Regions from separate parts of the Mus musculus genome. Here region 1 is linked to region 2. Evidence: chromatin contacts called from public HiChIP or PLAC-seq data. All regions are on one chromosome and are shown on one strand. Each heading gives the region's core, a stretch centred on a gene start, on an enhancer-like site or on the middle of the called end of the contact. The rest is flanking DNA. Distances are from core to core; before and after follow the strand shown. Region 1 holds the start of Cyhr1 (cysteine and histidine rich 1). Region 2 overlaps Mroh1 (maestro heat-like repeat family member 1).

Region 1 (2,700 bases), core at 50-2,549, 230 kb after region 2:
CCAGAGGTCTGCTCTCTTTTACCTGGAAGAGGACATGTTAGACCCACACAGACCAGGACTCTGAGACTGACTGGCATGCTGGGTCTTCAAGTGGGAAGGCAGGACAAAGTTCCTGGATACTGGCAACCTTGGAAGCCAGCTTGGTATGGGTGAGGTGGCCCCGAATAGAAATACTGGCTAGGCTGGGGCAGGAGAAAGTACCCTGACAGTAAAGTTTGTTGCGGATTGCTTCCTCCAGATCAGAACTGAGAAGGGATGAGAGGCCCTCCTTTCTTCCAGGTCTTCAGAAGGACACAGGACTGACTCCCCAGGGCACAAAAGAAGATTTACTTAGTTGTTCAGATATGGAAGGACACTTTTGGGGGTGTGGCTGCCAGAATTGGAGCCCTGTCTCCAGGAAAGAAGTTTCTTCACCCAGGGGTCTAGAAGTGAGGGACAGTATTGATGAGCAGTAGAAAAGGGTGGGTACCTGTTCACAGATCTCTACATGGTCAGCTGAAAAGAATGTGGAATCTATCAAGGAGGCACCCTGGAGGAACCAGAAGGTGAAGAGATCTACGGAGGAGAATGGAAATTCAGACTGGGGAGTAAAGGGTACCATCGAACACAGAAAATGAGATTCAGAGCAAGAAAGGATAAGGAGCCTCGAGAGACAGGAGCGGGGTTTCGTAGACCTGGAAGGTGGATGTTTGGATAGGAAGGATTCCCGGCCACCGGCCACAGGCCTCCAGGCAACGCGGCGCCGGGCCGGGCCGGCGGCCCTACCTGGTACACGGAAGCCTTGGGCAGGTCCAGGCACACGGTGCAGCACAGCACCGAGTAGAGACGCTCCTCCAGCTTTCCACTGCCCGCTGCCACTGCCGCCGCCGCCGCCTCGGCTGCCTCGGCCGCCCGCAGCCGCTTCTTGGGCGGCGCGTCGGGGTCGCCGGCCGCCTCTTGCAGCTGCCGAGCGCCGGCCAGGGCCGCCTCGTCCGGGATCCCGGGCCCCGCCGCCTCGCCCAGAGCCGCCGCAGCCGGCCCCGCGGCAGCCCCAGGCCCGGCCCCTACCCCGACCCCGGCCGGCACGGCACCCGCGGGCCCTGCAGCCGGGCCACCCCCGCCGGCCTCCTCGGCGCCGGACATCACGGCCGGCCGGCCCGGCGGGCGGGTGCCGGCGCGCTCGCCGGCTGGAAGTTAGGGTCGCCGCGCGCCCTTGCCGGCTTCTCACTGCCGCGGCGACCCCGCAGCCTGCCCACCGTGCAGCTGCCTCAGTGGGCCTGGCCCGCCCGTCGGCCCGCAGCCGCCCCGGCCACCAACCCCGGCGCGGCCGCCATCTTTGTTTTCGCTGCGGACCCCCCCCCCACGCCACCGCCCCCTCGCCCTCCTGATCACGTGGGCCTCGCGCAAGCCAATGGAAGCGCCGCGAGGGCCAAGACGACGCGGCGGCCACCTCCAATGGACGAGCGAGGACGCCAGAGAGCCCACCCACCCTCGAAGGTGAACAGAAGGGGGTGGGGTCCAGGAGGGGATCCGGAGAAGGGCGGGGGGTGGGGGGATTTGGGGAGTCCGCCCTTGGAGAGGTACCATCAGCTTCGGGGTCTGGAGAGGCCCCCAGACTTCAGACTCCTCGAGAGTGCAAAGCGCCCCTAAGCCTCCCATGTCGCGCTCGCGCGCGGGGGGTGGGGGGGGATGCCTGTGCCAATGTGTACAGAAATTCGGGCTTGTGTGTGCAAGGCTCTGGCCTAGCTGACCGGAGTATTAGAGCAGGATCTTGAAAAACGCACCTACCACCACTCTTGCGCGACGGTATAAAGGTCAACAAGATGCAAGTACAGGAACAGCGAAGGATTATTGGGTTCACTCCCTAACCCACCTCTTTCGTCCCAACCTCAGAGTTGGAGAAAGAAAGAGTTGGAGTAGAAGAAAGAAAGAGTTGGAATAGAAGAAAGAGGGGGTTTTAAGTTATAAGGTATGTCTTGCACAGACAAGAGGGTGTCAAACAGGTAGTAATCAAGTCAGTCCAGAGAGATGTGCAATTTCTGGGAATCGCTGAGGGTATAGCACTCTTCTGCCCTTTATGAAAACAGCCATCAGTTTGTGAAGGTCATTGCCCCAGAGGGCCACCTGCCAGGTCCACCAAGGATATATGCAAATTTACTGTGTCCCAGGAAACCAAGGCCCAAAACTCTCTTCTCACGGGAAGTTGGTTTTTTTTTTTCTCTTTTCTTTTTTAAAAATGTTTTTCTTTCTTCTTTTTCTTTTCTTTCTTTCTTTTTTTGATACAGGGTCTCACTATATGTTGCACTGGCCATTCTGGAACTCACTATGTAGGCCAGCCTGGCCACCCACAACTCACAGAGATCTGCTTGTCTCTGCCTCCCAACTGGAATTAAAGACCTGCACCACCATGCCTGGCACTCTGGGGGTTCTCTTGGCAAGTCTACCAGGATGCCAAAGTGAATAATACCTTCTGCTACTTACAGCCCATCCCCCACTCCTTTACTCAGGGAAATCACCTTACAGGCCTTAGGAAGCTAGCTCAAGAATAAACAAATTCCATACTCCTGTATATTCCTTACGTTTATTGGAAATCAGGTCTCTGACTCACAACCATGTTCCTCCCAGGCCCCAAGTGTCCTGAAGACCTGTTGTTAGCATTCTGGTTTAGGTAAACTTCCACACATGCATGACTAGAGAAGGGATAGCACCCAAGCTCTGCCC
Region 2 (2,700 bases), core at 45-2,544:
CCTGCTTGCAGTCCACAGACCGTGGCCCTCTGTCCTTCAGGTTCTCTGGCCCTACCTCCTCGAGTTCCTCACCCCGGTGCGCTTCACTGCGGCCCTCACCCCGCTCTGCAGGAGCCTTGTGCACTTAGCCCTGAAGAGGCAGGAGGCTGGGGCAGATGATTTCCTCATCCAGTACAACGCGAATGGTGTGGAGGCCCAACCACCGTGCCCCTGGCTGACCCCACCGACGCCATGATGCCCTTACACCTCGTCCTCTCTCAGCTCTCTGCCTTGCCCTTGCCCTGCCCCTGCTGCTGACACCCCCCTACCCCACCCCACCCCACCCCCAGCTGCTTTCGCATGCTGTCCCACCCCAGCTGCCTGCTTGTGCCTATGGTCCCATCTTTTATCCTATCCCTGCCTTGTAACTGTTTCCATGTTTCTTGTCCAGCAAACCTCCCGTCTCCCTTCGCTATGACCACACGACTGCTGGTAAGCAACGGGTCTGTTACTGTGTCTCAGCACACGGGCTGACACTGTCCTTCATGGGACATTCTCGTAGGTGTCAGCGTGACCGAGCTTACTCTGATAGAAGAGTGGCCTCTCGGCCCCAGAGTCCCTGTCAGCTCTGTGGCAAGCCTGACCCTTGCCACCGTCTCATTGGCATTCCTTGCCCCCGTGTTTGCTGGTTTTCCCTTCACCCCTGGGAAGCTGGTCCCCAGGTTGGGCACTGTGGCCAGGAGATGGCAGGCGGCTCCATGCTTAGGCGACCCCCTTCCTTCCTCTCCTTCAGGTTGTGTCTTCTAATCCCTACCTGGGAGATGGGCGTGGAGCGGCCTCCCTGCGCCTCCTGAAGGTTATGCATCAGAATATCCACCCTTTCCTGGGCCAGCGGTGGGAGACAACCATGCCCATGCTGCTGGAGTACCTGGATGGTGAGGCCTGTGAGGCTCAGGAGCCCCTTAGCCACCCCTGACCCCACTAGCACCCAGTATGCCGTTCGGGTTGAAAGAAACGATCCAAGCTGTAATCTAAGAAAGGGCCTGGATGGCTCACAAGGGAAGGGGGTGTGACTGTGGCCTGACTGGTTTCTGCGTTCCTTCTGGGAATTCCCAGAGACAAGGAGGGCCCACCTAGTGCATGTTGGAATGAGCCTGCCTGGCAGGACCCCAGCCAGTGGGCTTATTGGTCATTTCAGAGCACACCGAGGAAAGCCTGTCACTGAAGGAGTGGGAAGAAAAGCTTCTAATGGTGAGAGATGGAGCAGAAGGCCAAGGGCCTGTCTGTGCCTTTTTGGGACATTCTGGGCCTGGGCACAGAGGGCCAGGGCAGCAAATGTTGGACCAGTGTATTGTGCCTTCCAAGGGGCTTGTTGTTATCCAACTTCATCTGGTGGTGTGACTAGGGGATGGGCTCAGTGGTGGGGGGAGTTTGGGGTAAGGATGGTGGCTGGTCTCAGATGTCCCTGGCAGGATATTGTACCTTCTGTCACTCAGCACCAAATGGGAGGGACTTTTGCTCATCCTGGGCACAGAAAGGGCTTTTCCCTCCTTCCCCGTCCCCAGCCGAGTTCAGAGCCACTTGTGCTTCAGCCTGCCTCATAGCTACCCACCTTCAAAGGCCACTTACCAACAGGAGTCACCATAAGGTTATCACGTGTCAAGGCCCTGCCTCAGGCCTCACCAATGCTCTCCCCCCTCAGTTCCTGCGAGACACCCTGGCCGTAGTATCTGACAACATCTGGATCTGCCAGCTGAGCCAAGAGATGTGCAAGCAACTGCCCTCTTACAGTGGGACTCCTCAGGAGAAGGTGCCTGAGACAAGCTAGCTGGGGATGGGGATCTCTGCACAGTCCCCAGCTCCCATGCTTTGTGTCTTTGATCTCGCCTGTCTGTGTCTTTGTCTCCTGACTCTGGCAACCCTGGCCAAGCCACTTAAAAAGCAAGCAGGGTCAGGAGGCTCCTCGCTGCAGTTAACAGCTGGGGGATGGGGGACAGCTGCCTGCTCACTGTTCCTCAGACACAGCCTGGGTCTCACCTCCTCATGCAGGACCCTTCCTATGTCCTGCTTGAAATACAGCTTCCTCTCCAAGGGGCCGGGTGTAGTGGTGCCCACGTTTAACCCCAAATACTTGAGAGGTAGGCGGATCTATGAGATCAAGTCCAACCTGGTCTACACAGCTAGTTCCAGGACAGCTGGGGCCACATACAGAAACCATATATCAAAAAAACCAAAAAGGAGGAAAGGATACAGCTATCCATTAGCAGTACCCACCACAGTGCAAGTGTCTGTCTGCTCAGGAGTCAGGTTCATCTGTGTTCTCTCCCTGTGTTCCAGAACTTCCTGTATAAGTGCATTGGAACCACGCTGGGTGCTGCTTCAAGTAAGGAGGTGGTGAGGAAACACCTCCGAGAGCTGCTGGAGACAGCCAGATATCAAGAGGAGGCAGAGCAGGAGGTAGGTAGTCCCCAGTGCCCGGGGCTGTGAGGCCGTGTTCATCTGCCGCTCTGAGCTAGCCACGTGTGCTGTGAGCACATAGGTACATGCATGCTTGCACGTGAGGCACACTGCTTGCTTCCTCACGGATGTCCGCGTGTATTTGTGTGCCTTCAGGTTTATGTGTGTGTGGAACTTTGTGTACGTGTGGATATACACTCCTCCCCACACAGCGTGTGGGCAGGTGGGCCACTGTGCCCAAGTGTGAGCACACCCGTGCACCTC

Evidence for each region. HiChIP or PLAC-seq counts read pairs in DNA pulled down with a chosen protein or histone mark.
Region 1: an H3K4me3 HiChIP or PLAC-seq map of the SCID.adh cell line shows a contact between it and region 2, with 11 read pairs. The contact joins the promoter of Cyhr1 here to the enhancer-like site in region 2. A contact is called at or near these places in 3 of 39 promoter capture datasets (liver and maxillary cranial neural crest), 1 of 484 Hi-C or Micro-C datasets (the G1E-ER4 cell line), 7 of 115 datasets of contacts at active chromatin or transcription factors (the 230-238 cell line, the SCID.adh cell line, cardiomyocytes and 4 more) and 3 of 9 other capture datasets (adipose tissue, liver and pancreatic islet).

Annotation. Positions count from the first base shown.
Region 1 is chr15:76,655,595-76,658,294 of GRCm38.p6, forward strand. It overlaps Cyhr1 (cysteine and histidine rich 1), which reads right to left and starts at 1,300. Exons shown (of 4, transcript NM_001357882.1): 1 at 766-1,300. The coding sequence starts at 1,122.
Region 2 is chr15:76,427,472-76,430,171 of GRCm38.p6, forward strand. Mroh1 (maestro heat-like repeat family member 1) reads left to right here. Exons shown (of 44, transcript NM_175457.4): 16 at 41-185; 17 at 431-471; 18 at 773-914; 19 at 1,178-1,230; 20 at 1,682-1,789; 21 at 2,317-2,436. Among named protein-coding and RNA genes, the nearest start is that of Mir6954, 4.4 kb to the right of the region's middle. Within about 2 kb of position 1,295, at least 5 of the 459 cell types and tissues checked have an H3K27ac peak or open chromatin away from gene starts, as enhancers often do. A contact at or near this core is called in the SCID.adh cell line, where this site is marked.